2 separate regions of the Sus scrofa genome follow, and region 1 is linked to region 2. The links are chromatin contacts, called in public Hi-C maps. All regions are on one chromosome and are shown on one strand. Each heading gives the region's core, a stretch centred on a gene start, on an enhancer-like site or on the middle of the called end of the contact. The rest is flanking DNA. Distances are from core to core; before and after follow the strand shown. Region 1 overlaps FARP1 (FERM, RhoGEF and pleckstrin domain-containing protein 1). Region 2 overlaps FARP1 (FERM, RhoGEF and pleckstrin domain-containing protein 1).

What was found. A called contact is a pair of places that touch in the nucleus more often than the background predicts.
Region 1: a Hi-C map of liver shows a contact between it and region 2, with 2.0 times the contacts expected there. The contact joins two enhancer-like sites. A contact is called at or near these places in 3 of 47 Hi-C or Micro-C datasets (liver and skeletal muscle) and 1 of 2 datasets of contacts at active chromatin or transcription factors (skeletal muscle).

The regions. Positions count from the first base shown.
Region 1 is chr11:67,251,046-67,256,566 of Sscrofa11.1, reverse strand. The region is part of intron 2 of FARP1 (FERM, RhoGEF and pleckstrin domain-containing protein 1); the gene reads right to left. It overlaps LOC110255764 (a long non-coding RNA gene), which reads right to left. Exons shown (of 2, transcript XR_002336572.1): 2 at 3,262-5,521. Among named protein-coding and RNA genes, the nearest start is that of FARP1, 110 kb to the right of the region's middle. Within about 2 kb of position 3,041, at least 11 of the 83 cell types and tissues checked have an H3K27ac peak or open chromatin away from gene starts, as enhancers often do. A contact at or near this core is called in liver, where this site is marked.
Region 2 is chr11:67,174,618-67,179,687 of Sscrofa11.1, reverse strand. The region is part of intron 1 of FARP1 (FERM, RhoGEF and pleckstrin domain-containing protein 1); the gene reads right to left. Among named protein-coding and RNA genes, the nearest start is that of FARP1, 33 kb to the right of the region's middle. Within about 2 kb of position 1,962, at least 23 of the 83 cell types and tissues checked have an H3K27ac peak or open chromatin away from gene starts, as enhancers often do. A contact at or near this core is called in liver, where this site is marked.

The DNA.
Region 1 (5,521 bases), core at 1,792-4,291, 76 kb before region 2:
GAGGGGGGTAACCAGAAGGTTCTTTTCCCACTGGAAGTTCACTTTTTCAACACTCACCTCTGGAAACCGTCACTAAGAGATGGTCCTGCTCCAGGTCTTGTCTGGTCTTTTTGCTTCTCTAATCCACAAAGACAGGTATAAACACAGCGCCCTGTGATCTCTCCTTTGCAGAAATGCATCTGGCTACCTTCCTGCCTCCCTGCGATGCAATCCTGTGTGGCATCCATCATCCTGACAGTCAAGCAATTTAAGGTCTCATCGAAGGATAACTCAGTGGACAGCATGGGAGAAAACACAAGACTTCTCGTATTAAAATATCGCTCTCGCCGTGAAGGAAAAAAAAAAAAAGATCAGACTGACTAGACCCCCAAGTTCTTTTTAAGGACATATTCCCTGGGCAAAAATGTGGAAGTCCCCTTCCCTAAATAAAGGGGTCAAAGGCTGACTCTTGTCAAGAGGGTCTTGGATCACAAATGCTTACATGCCGACCATGCCAGCCAACAGAACACCACGCCATCGAAGAAGTCACTTCCTCACCAAGTCCCTAATACATGGAGGAGGAAGGGTGATGCTTGCGTATTTCCAAAGGTGAAATGAGAGTGAAATCATTGAATCAAAGCATCACATGATCTGTGGCCATTTTCATAAAAGATACTTAGAAATTCCTATTGGTTCCCACGCTGGGGGTCAAATCAGAGCTGCAGCCACCGGCCTACGCCAGAGCCACAGCAACTCGGGATCTGAGCCGCGTCTGCGACCCACACCACAGCTCACCGCAACACAGGATCCTTAACCCACTGAGCGGGCCAGGGATCGAACCCATGACCTCATGGTTCCTAGTTGGATTCGTTAACCACTGCGCCACGACAGGAACTCCTAAGAGCGTTTCTTTTTAAAGACACTGTATTGAATATACACTGTTGACTCACTAACATTAAACTCATGTCCAACAACACTGTAACTCATGCCTGAATGAAGCTTCCCTAACACAAGCATTTTCCTCCGTAGGACCCCATACCTATTGTGCTTAGGAGTAAGACAGTATTTCAGCTCTCCTGGGGCCATTTTAAGCAGCAAAATGGCCAAGAGAAAGCACAGAAATGGGAAAACAGCGCTGAACAAACCCGTTTCCTCTAACAGCTGAAACAAGCAGCAGGGTACTGCCTCATGCAACCTCAGTTGGCAACGTGTGCATCTGGGAAATCAGATCCTTCCCTGCTCTGCGCGTGCCCATGAATGATCTTGAAAGCACCGCAGGCAGCCATGTAGGGGTTACAAATGAACTTGAAGAGTGAGCGAATTCAGAAATACTGGAATCTGTGAATAATGAGGATTGACTCTAGTTCATTACGGTAGTTCCCTTTATGTAATTATTTATACATAATATTTTAATTATTAATATATTACACTGTATATAATTTATTGATTTATAATTATTTTATATGACATGTAATTTTGTTTTATATATTTTAATATATAATTATTTACATACTTATACATTAAATTATATATTAGAATGTATATTATATATAATTATATATTAAATGTGTTTGTTAATATAATGTAGTTATTTTAATGTATAATTATACCTAAACAAAATGACTTATATATAATTATATATATTATATAATGTAGTTCATTAAAATCGCATGTCACAATTTTAACATATTAACATCCAAAATTTTCTGAAATTTTGGTTATGATTAAAAAACACACCAGAGGTTCCTTTTCCTACCATTATTCCATCCTGTAAAAGAACAGCCTGTTATTTTTACGGCCTTAATAAAGTATCACCTTCGGTAAGCCATGGGTAAGCACCTGTTCGGCAGGTGTCTCCTTACCCACTTCTCCATCCTGTCCTCCTAGAGTCCACCAGTGCGCCTCACTGTACCCACATACAGTAGAAAGAGCTCAAAACTCACAGAACGTTCCAAACATTCAGAACTGCTTTGTCACCCTTCTAGATACTACACAACCTACATCTAACAGATGTGTCACTAACTATTAGATGTGTCACTGGCACGTTTTCCCCCATTAAAATGTCCATTTACTGGGCTGGGCTTGGGTGTGCCCATCAGCCTATCTGGAGCAATTTGTCCCAGGTACCTGCCTCTATGATACTAAAGATGCTGAGGAGGTTGGCAGTCATGCTCCCTCCATAAGGGCGCTGGGAGAGAGTCACTTGGGGCCCCAGGGTCAGAATCCATGGGTCTTTTGAGAATTGGTCCATTTTTATTGTACAATCTGCAGCTTGAGCACCCAGGGACAAGGAACTTCCCAACAACAACTGGAAAGCTCTTGCCTTGCCTCTCGCCCCTGGTGGCCTTCAGTCTGTGAACAGGCTTCGTTTTGGGGTCCACTTTACATCTCCCCTTAGTCTCCCTCTGCTTTGATTTTTTTTAACCTACTTCCAATTTACACTATCTAGGCTCTTAGGCAGCTTTAATCCTTTGTGAAGTTGGGGCAGGGGGTGGCCATAAATAATTGACCTTCGCTTGCTCTGCCTCAGGCAAGGTTTCTCTGGGGCTTTTCATTCCAACAGAACCCTGAGCCCATCTCCCACCTTTCCTGCCATCACTCCACGCTGGTCCAAGCAGATCTTGGGGCCTCGTCTGGCCGCCCACTCTGCCGGGATGCTCCGTACCACAGGATGGTGGGAGGTGACAGCCCATGCCACCCACACTCAGAATTTAGGGGGTCCGTGGTAGTGACCTGGGCTGGCCATGGGACTGTCTTAAAGAGCAGTTAAAGACATCGTGTGGGGACCAAGGTGGGTCCAACGATGTCAGCCACAAGTCCCCGGCCCCGGGAGCAGACGGCCTGCCTACTCCCCCAGGTGTGCAGGACACAAGAGCCCTGGCTCTCAGTTCGGCACACAAAGTGCCCAGGCCAGAGACACAGGTTCCAGGAACAGCTGGATTCTCTAACTTAAATAACAATTAATGTTCCATTTCAGTGCTCGGATCTAGAAAAGCACTGACAAAGCCTCCATTCACTCAAGTGCTGGGTTCTTAAGTGATATCACTCTGTCTGTCTGCAGTTCCAGTACCTGGTTAAAATTAAACTTTTCTAAATGCCCCACTGAGAGCACTGTTTCCGTATCTGTGACTAAGGACTTTGAGCTTTTAAAATTATCCCCAGGGAAGAAGAGGCGGGAACAGAGTATGTAAACACACACACACCCCCCCTTAGAAAATTATCTAACACCACCAAAAAATTAGCTGCCTTTCCTAGACAGAAACGAAAGAACCTCCTTTTTTCAAAGTTACAAGAATGAGAAAACTAAGTTTATTTTCCTAATCTATCCACAACAATGAAGAATTCATTTCAAAAGTTACCAGAGGAACAGGATAGATCTCTGTAGGTTATGTGTTATTTGAAATTGTTCCTACCAGCTAATCACACGATAACGCTGTGATTATCAAATAAGTTTTTCTTTCCAAGAACTGATCTAACAACCCCAAAAGAATGATCAAGAATTAATAATAAGCATCTGCTATTCCAACTAGTTCAGGCTTCATCATCTTCTTTACTCCAGGAAGGAAACTGGAGAGGACGGTTAAAATTAAAGCTTTGAGTTCATACAAGTAGAAAGCATCTACTACACACATTATATGTGTGTTTCAAGTAAATTACTGTATATATATTGTATCAGATGTAACAGTAAATTAGACACGGGAGCTGAAAATCTGTTCTCATCAAAATTAACTGCCCTCTATATATAAACAACCTACTTCGTGCTTATCAAGCAACTGTTAACGGAGCTCCCTGGTGGCCTAGTAGTTAAGGATTCCACGTTGTCACTCCATGGCTTGGGTTGATCCCTGGCCCGGGAACTTCTGCATGCTAAAGACACAGTCAAAAAAGGAAAAAAAAAAAAATACGGTGAAAAAATATATTAGATAAGATAGTAGTTTTGAAACAAAAGAAACTGATAAGACAAACGTGAATTAAAGTAGATCATCTGGTGTTATCAGTCTTTCCACAAGGCTAATCCCTTCTTTCAGTTCAAAAAAATCTTAGGCAGAAATCACTGTCGATTTCTCACAACACAGCAATATGGGAAATGAGGCGTTCCTTTTAAATGGAAACGCTTTCAGCAACTGAAGGGCAGCAATTCCAATTAACATTTTAAAACTAAGCAATCTAATTAAGAGACCTCTTGGGAAAGAGATGATTTTTAACTTCCGTACTAGCAACCAACCAAACTCCTCTCTTTGGTCTAATTTCTGGCTGGAACAGAAGTGGATCTTCCCTAGAATCCAACACTCCACAGTGGAAAGGCCTCCTGACTCCCCTATAAGGAGGACCAAAATCTGGGGTGAGGGGAGCCCAGCTCTCCCCCCCAACACGTAGCTGAAGTAAGGGGGCTTCACTGCCAGAGACCCCGTCTCCACCTACACTCACCCGGCAGGAGAGGAACTTTTATTCGCGCTAAAATGTGTTCATACCACACATTCAATAGACTCCAGCCTTGGCGGACGACTTTCTTCCAATGAAATAATGAAACGGACTTTAAGTCCTGACTTGATGGAGAGCAAGCAGCTCTTCTTCACCCAGTGCTCTGGCTAAGCTCCTATTTCAAGCCCAATTTATGGAAGAAATAGAGCCTTTCGTTCAGATGAAGGACAAGGAGGCCCTGTTCAAACTCGTCAATTACGCGCACTTGGTGGTGAGGTGCTTGGGCGGCAAAGGACCGAAAAATTGCCCGAGGGACCAGGCGCTTGGACGATGGAAAGACAGTGCAGCATCCCGTGAAGAATATTCTCTTGAAAGAACATTTGCTGGGGAAAGCAAACTGTCAACGATCAAGCTAGAAATATGTGGTTACTGTACTTCCATCATAAATTCTGGAGCCGATTTGATCCCACTTTACACAAAATTCTCTAGAACTAATGTGAATATATTTAATAAATAAAAGGTCTCTGAAAATTTAATCAAACTGCCCCAAAGCGATCACTCTTTTCAAGAGACTGTTGCTTTAAAAAAAAAAAAAAAAAAGGAAATAAGGTGCTACAGGCAGTACACTCACTGGCTTCTTTTTTAACTCTTTACTATTAGAACTATTAAATCTCATGTACTTTAAAGAATTTGTTTAAAATTACACTGAAATCCAATATGTGTTCGAAGAGGTTGGGGGGTAAACATTTAATAACCTTCTCCAAAAAAGCCCACAGTGAAATCCGTTTTAAGTTCAGTTTTCATTACAAGGAGAGGAACTGGTGGTAATAGGAAGACCCTTTACCAAGCGAGAAAAAAAGGCAATCGATTATCTAAAAGGGTCATGCAAGTTACACAGGTTCATCTTACTCGGTGGAACACAAGTCTTTCTTCGTGACTGATCTTCGTCACAGAGAACTGAATAATGGGATTTCCCACGGTGGCTCAGCGGAAAAGAATCTGACCAGCATCTGTGAGGACGAAGGCTCCATCCCTGGCCACGCTCAGTGGGTTAAGGATCCGGCATTGCTGTGAGCTGGGGTGTAGGTCACAGACGGGATCCTGCATGGCTGTGGCTGTG
Region 2 (5,070 bases), core at 713-3,212:
ATCAACTACACTTTAATTTTTAAAAAACGTTTTAAAAAAAGGAAATTCATCTGAGAGTAAGGAACAGGTCAAAAGCGAGAAAAGTATGGGAAAGAAACTTGTCAGTTCATCCTTATGTTTTAAAATGGGAAAGATCTGAATGTGTTTATAGATGCGGAGAAGCCAGTTGAAGAATCTGCCTCTACGGGGGAGATTTCCATTGCTTCCTTAAGATGGCAGCTTACTCCTCTCTCCCAAGACAAACACAAGCGGGCCTACGCTGAGTTCTTGACAAGGATCTCAGGTATTATGTAAATTTTCATAGGGACATAGCTCAGATCTCAACTTTGGCTGTGAATTCCTGGAAGGGGGAAACTCTTGTCCATTTGGTTTTTTTTTTTTTTTAAGTTGGCCTTGATTTTTCATTCTGTTCAGTAGAAGAGAGTAACAAAGGCATCTTTCCTGGGTGGTTTAAAACTCTGGAGAACAGCTTCTCAAACTAATGTGCATACCTAACACCTGGAGACTTTGCTAAATGCAGATTCTGCTTTAGCAGGTCTGGGTCAGGGCCTGAGAGTCTGCATTCCAAGGAAGCTCCCAGATGAAGCCTTGGAAACCAAGGCGTAAACTTCCTGTTTTTGAATGGCCAACAGAACAGGTCCCTCAGTAAGGGCTGGTGCATTAGCAAAAAGTAATGACTTCAAGCTGCCAAGGGGTCTGCTCTTAAAACACTTGCTACCGTGAGATCTTCAGAAACACCCTCAACCTGACTTTAACCTTGAGCCACACCCACTCAGCCCCAATGGCCCAGGTTCCAGTCAGGGCAGCAGTGGTTGAGGGCACAGATGAGTAGACACCCTGGGTTCAAATCATGGTTCTACCGATCATCAGCTGTGTGACGCTGGGCATGTTGCTTGACTTCTCTGTGCCTCAGTTTCTTTGTATGTAATAGTATCTCCTCAGTACTGGTTTGCTTGTTAGCTTGTTTGGTTTTGGCCACTCCCATAGGATGTGGAAGTTCCCTGGGCCAGGAATCAAACCCACACTACCGCCACGGCAGCAACCCAAGCCACTACAGTGACAACACTAGCTGCTTAACCCACTACACCACAAGGGAACTCCTCCACAATACTGTTTTAGGAAAACAAATTAACTTTGAACATGCTTAGAAGCATGCCTGACATATAGTATGCACTCTAAAAGTACTGCTTATTATTACTCAGGGCGGGAAAGTGGCAACTGGACAGGAAGGAGACAAGGCAGAGAGTTCAAGTGCCCCATAAAAGTCCCCATAAGTCCTTCTGCAGAGCTTTCTCTAGGAACTGTCTTGGCCAAAGCTAACAACACAATGCTTCTGTAAGATGACTCACTAGCCACCCGCAACTAACCCCCCCACCCACCCCACCTAACCCCCCCAAATCCCTCAGTTTCTGTCACTTTGTCAAAGGGTTATTTTATGCACTTTCAAGACTTTCAAAAACATCTGGAACCTGCACAAAAGAAGACATATGAAACTTTAGGGGAGCAATAAGCAGAAATTCTAAGCTGCTGCTCCAGGGTTTTCCTTGCAGCTCACTGGAGTTTCTGTCAAAACACTCCACGTATATTTTAGAATTCCTGAGGCATGCAAGAGTCATGCGCCTTTGAGAACATTCCAGATAAACACTAAAAACATCCATACATTTATATGTAAATATTTAAATATATATCTTCATCTCACTTTAACAGAATAAGTCTTGTGACTGATAATCTGCAAAACTGCAGCAGAAAGGCAATCACTACAAAACGCTGCTAAATTTGGTCACTTGGTTGACCAGTGTACGAATGGTAAACAAAAGTTGATAACATTTTGGTCCATTTCCTTCCTGTCTTTATTTTGTGTATTTTTAATATGTGAAATAAACCTTCTGGAACTGGAGAGAAGCAAGCCCGGTCTTCAGTGGAATGCACACAGCCACTGGCGGCTAAGCCCTTCCCATCACCACACTCTGAGATCACAGCTCTGGCAGCTCCCTGGCTTCCGATTCAATAACTGCAAATAGTGTTGGCACCAACTCTGTCACAGCACACGGGGGCGGGGGGGGGGGGGGGAGTGACCAGAGCTGGGCAGCGACTGGGGTCAATGACCCTTTAGTCTCTCTGGATGCGAGGGGGGAGGGGGTCTCTTTCACGACTCTTGCATCACACCACATCCTAATCCCTTAGTGAAAAGAACAGATCTGCCAGGATTGCAGCTAAACAACTAACCCTATTTCTTTTTCATTCACTTAAAGGCACACGGAATGAATGGTCAATGGAGCCTTCTGATCACACCCAGGTGAGAAAGTTCTGGCCAAATTTGTTGGCATAAATAAAATAGTTGATGCCTGCCTTAATTTGCAGGGATGCACTGAAGTGCCCCCGCCCCCCGCCCCCCCTCCCAGCCCCCATCACCGTGGGATTCAGGTTACAGGCTTCCTGAAATCCTGCAACTAGCTCACAGGCCTGGGTTCCCGGGTTGCAAACCCCTTAGGAGTCCCAAGACTCCAGGCTGAGAGGTGAAATCCTAGAATGAATGAAAATCGAAAACAGAGGAAATTTCACCCAGGTGGCTGGATATCCCAAAATATACAAAATTCCTTCTAAGGCATTTTCCCAAGTCCCACCTGCAATGTAAGCCCAACCACGGAACAGTTTGCCATTGGCTTTTTTATTTATGCCAACGGCCCATAAAAATTCCTCTCCTGCTTTGCAAGGACAGAACTCTCAGGAACAAATGACCTAATCTCACAGGAGATTTCCTGGCTTACAGCTACGTGGAAGACAAAAACGCAATGAAATGGTGCTGAATCTGAATAGGACTGTAAACCAAACCAACTGAGCGCAGTCGGTTTACTTTTGGGGATGGGTGTCCCGAGGTCCCTGGAGCTAAAAACCTGAGCCTGACAGCCATCCTTCACTGCTTTTATCGATGAAGCAACCAAAACACGTATGTCCCAGCTTCTCTGCTGCACACTTTTCAACGTGTGATTCTGCAGCATCCTGCATGCATCTTCCTGGCACCATTTGTCCACCGGCCTCCACCAATGGGCTGTTGCCAGCACCACACAATAGAAGGGGGTGTGTTGTCTCTCCCCCAGCTTGCAGAAATGTGCTACATTAGCCCATCCCCTCACTGGGCTCTAAACCCTCCGCGCTCTCTGATTTTGCACAAATGTTCAAGGAGAAAGATTTTCTTTTTTTTTTGCTTTCAACGAATGTCAAGGGCCTGGCAAAATACTGTACAAAGACATGCACAAGTCAGCACTGTGTCCAAAAGCTCACTTCCTCCTCTCTCCAGCTTCTCGGTGTTCCCAAAAAAAATAGGCATGGGAACAATCCCGCTTGCCCAAGGTCTAAAATAAACTAGGAGATGCACAGGTCATTTTTCTCCATTCCTTTATGCTGAACTTGAAGGAGCTGGGTGAGCACATTAAGGGCGCCAGGCTGGGGGTGGGGCTCGGGGGGCGGGGGAGGAAGGTTCTTTTGGCTTCTACCCCTGGGGAGGTGAGGTCATGGGGAAATGCCGAGGGGGTCACGTAACTGCTCGGAAGGAGGCTGAGACCAGTCCCATCCCCCACGCCCACCCCATGACACCCTATTTTCAGAGCCCTGTGGATTCTGCCAGGTTCTTCGTCCTTCCCATCACTTCCTCCCCGGGGCCACCAAGGACTCTGTCCGGGGCCACTAAGGACTCCGTCTGCAGCCCAAATTAAATCCGGAGCTGGATTCTTACTCAGAAAGGTCTCACTCCTGGCTCATCAGAACTAGGATTCTCAGAGTTCCCGTGGAGGCGCAGTGGTTAATGAATCCGACTAGGAACCATGAGGTTGCGGGTTCGATCCCTGCCCTCGCTCAGTGGGTTAAGGATCTGGCGTTGCTGTGAACTGTGGTGTAGGTTGCAGAGGCGGCTTGGATCCTGCGTTGTTGTGACTCTGGTGTAGGCCGGAGGCTACAGCTCCGATTGGACCCCTAGCCTGGGAACCTCCATATGCTGCAGGAGCGGCTCTAGAAAAGGCAAAAAGACAAAAAAAAAAAAAGAGAGAGAGAACTAGGATTCTCATATTCTTGCATGTCCCAGGCAGGTGACATCTGTTTCATCCCGGAGAGAATTGCTAACCTAATGTAACCCTGGCAAACACAGAGAAAGCAAAGACACCTGTGGTCAAGAGATTTTTTTTTTTTTTTAATACAACCAAAAACAAATCTTTTCGACAGACTGTATCTGATTTTCTGTGTGACAGTGAGAAGAATGAGACAGAAAGATAGGGAGAACCATGCCACTACCTGCAGAAGCCCTAGAATATTCCAACAGCAAACCTGGCTGATCACAAATCACAGACATTCTCTTAAGAGTGATCCACAAATATCGAGCCGAAGCTGCAACTCGAGAAAATGAAACATCTGCAACTGGGGGAACAATTTAGGTCCTGATGTTATCACTTCCATGGTAAAAAAAAATTTTAATCATTGTATATTACACCTTGGAGAAACAAAATAAACTTTGAGTTGAACATGACAGGCAAACCATATGCCTTCATCACCCTCCCACCAAAAATCCTACCCGAAGGACAGTCACTGAATCTTCTTTTTTTTGGTCTTCTTAGGGCTGTACCCACAGCATATTGAAGTTCCCAGGCTAGAGGTCAAATCAGAGCTGCAGCTGCCGGCCCACACCACAGCCACAGCAACTCTGGGATCCCAGCCACACCTGCAACCCACACCACAGCTCGAGGCAATGCCAGATCCTTCACCCACTGAGCAAGGCCAGAATCGGACCCACATCCTCATGGATCCTAGTTGGGTACTTAACCGACTGAGCCACAACAGGAATTCCTAAATCTTTTTAAAAGGACAAAAAAATACAGCAGCAGAGACAAGAGCAGACAAAACACTCCACTGACACTTGGAGGAAGGAAAGCAGCGACGTAACTGGGGATTTAGATGCTAAGTGATGTTCAGAGGGGTTCCAACAAGTAGGCGTGTTCTTCGCCCTCCAAGTCCCTGCGAGGCGCCCACTGAAGGGAAGGGTGAGAGGCAGGGTGGAACAGAGGGTGCGGGTCTGAGAGCATG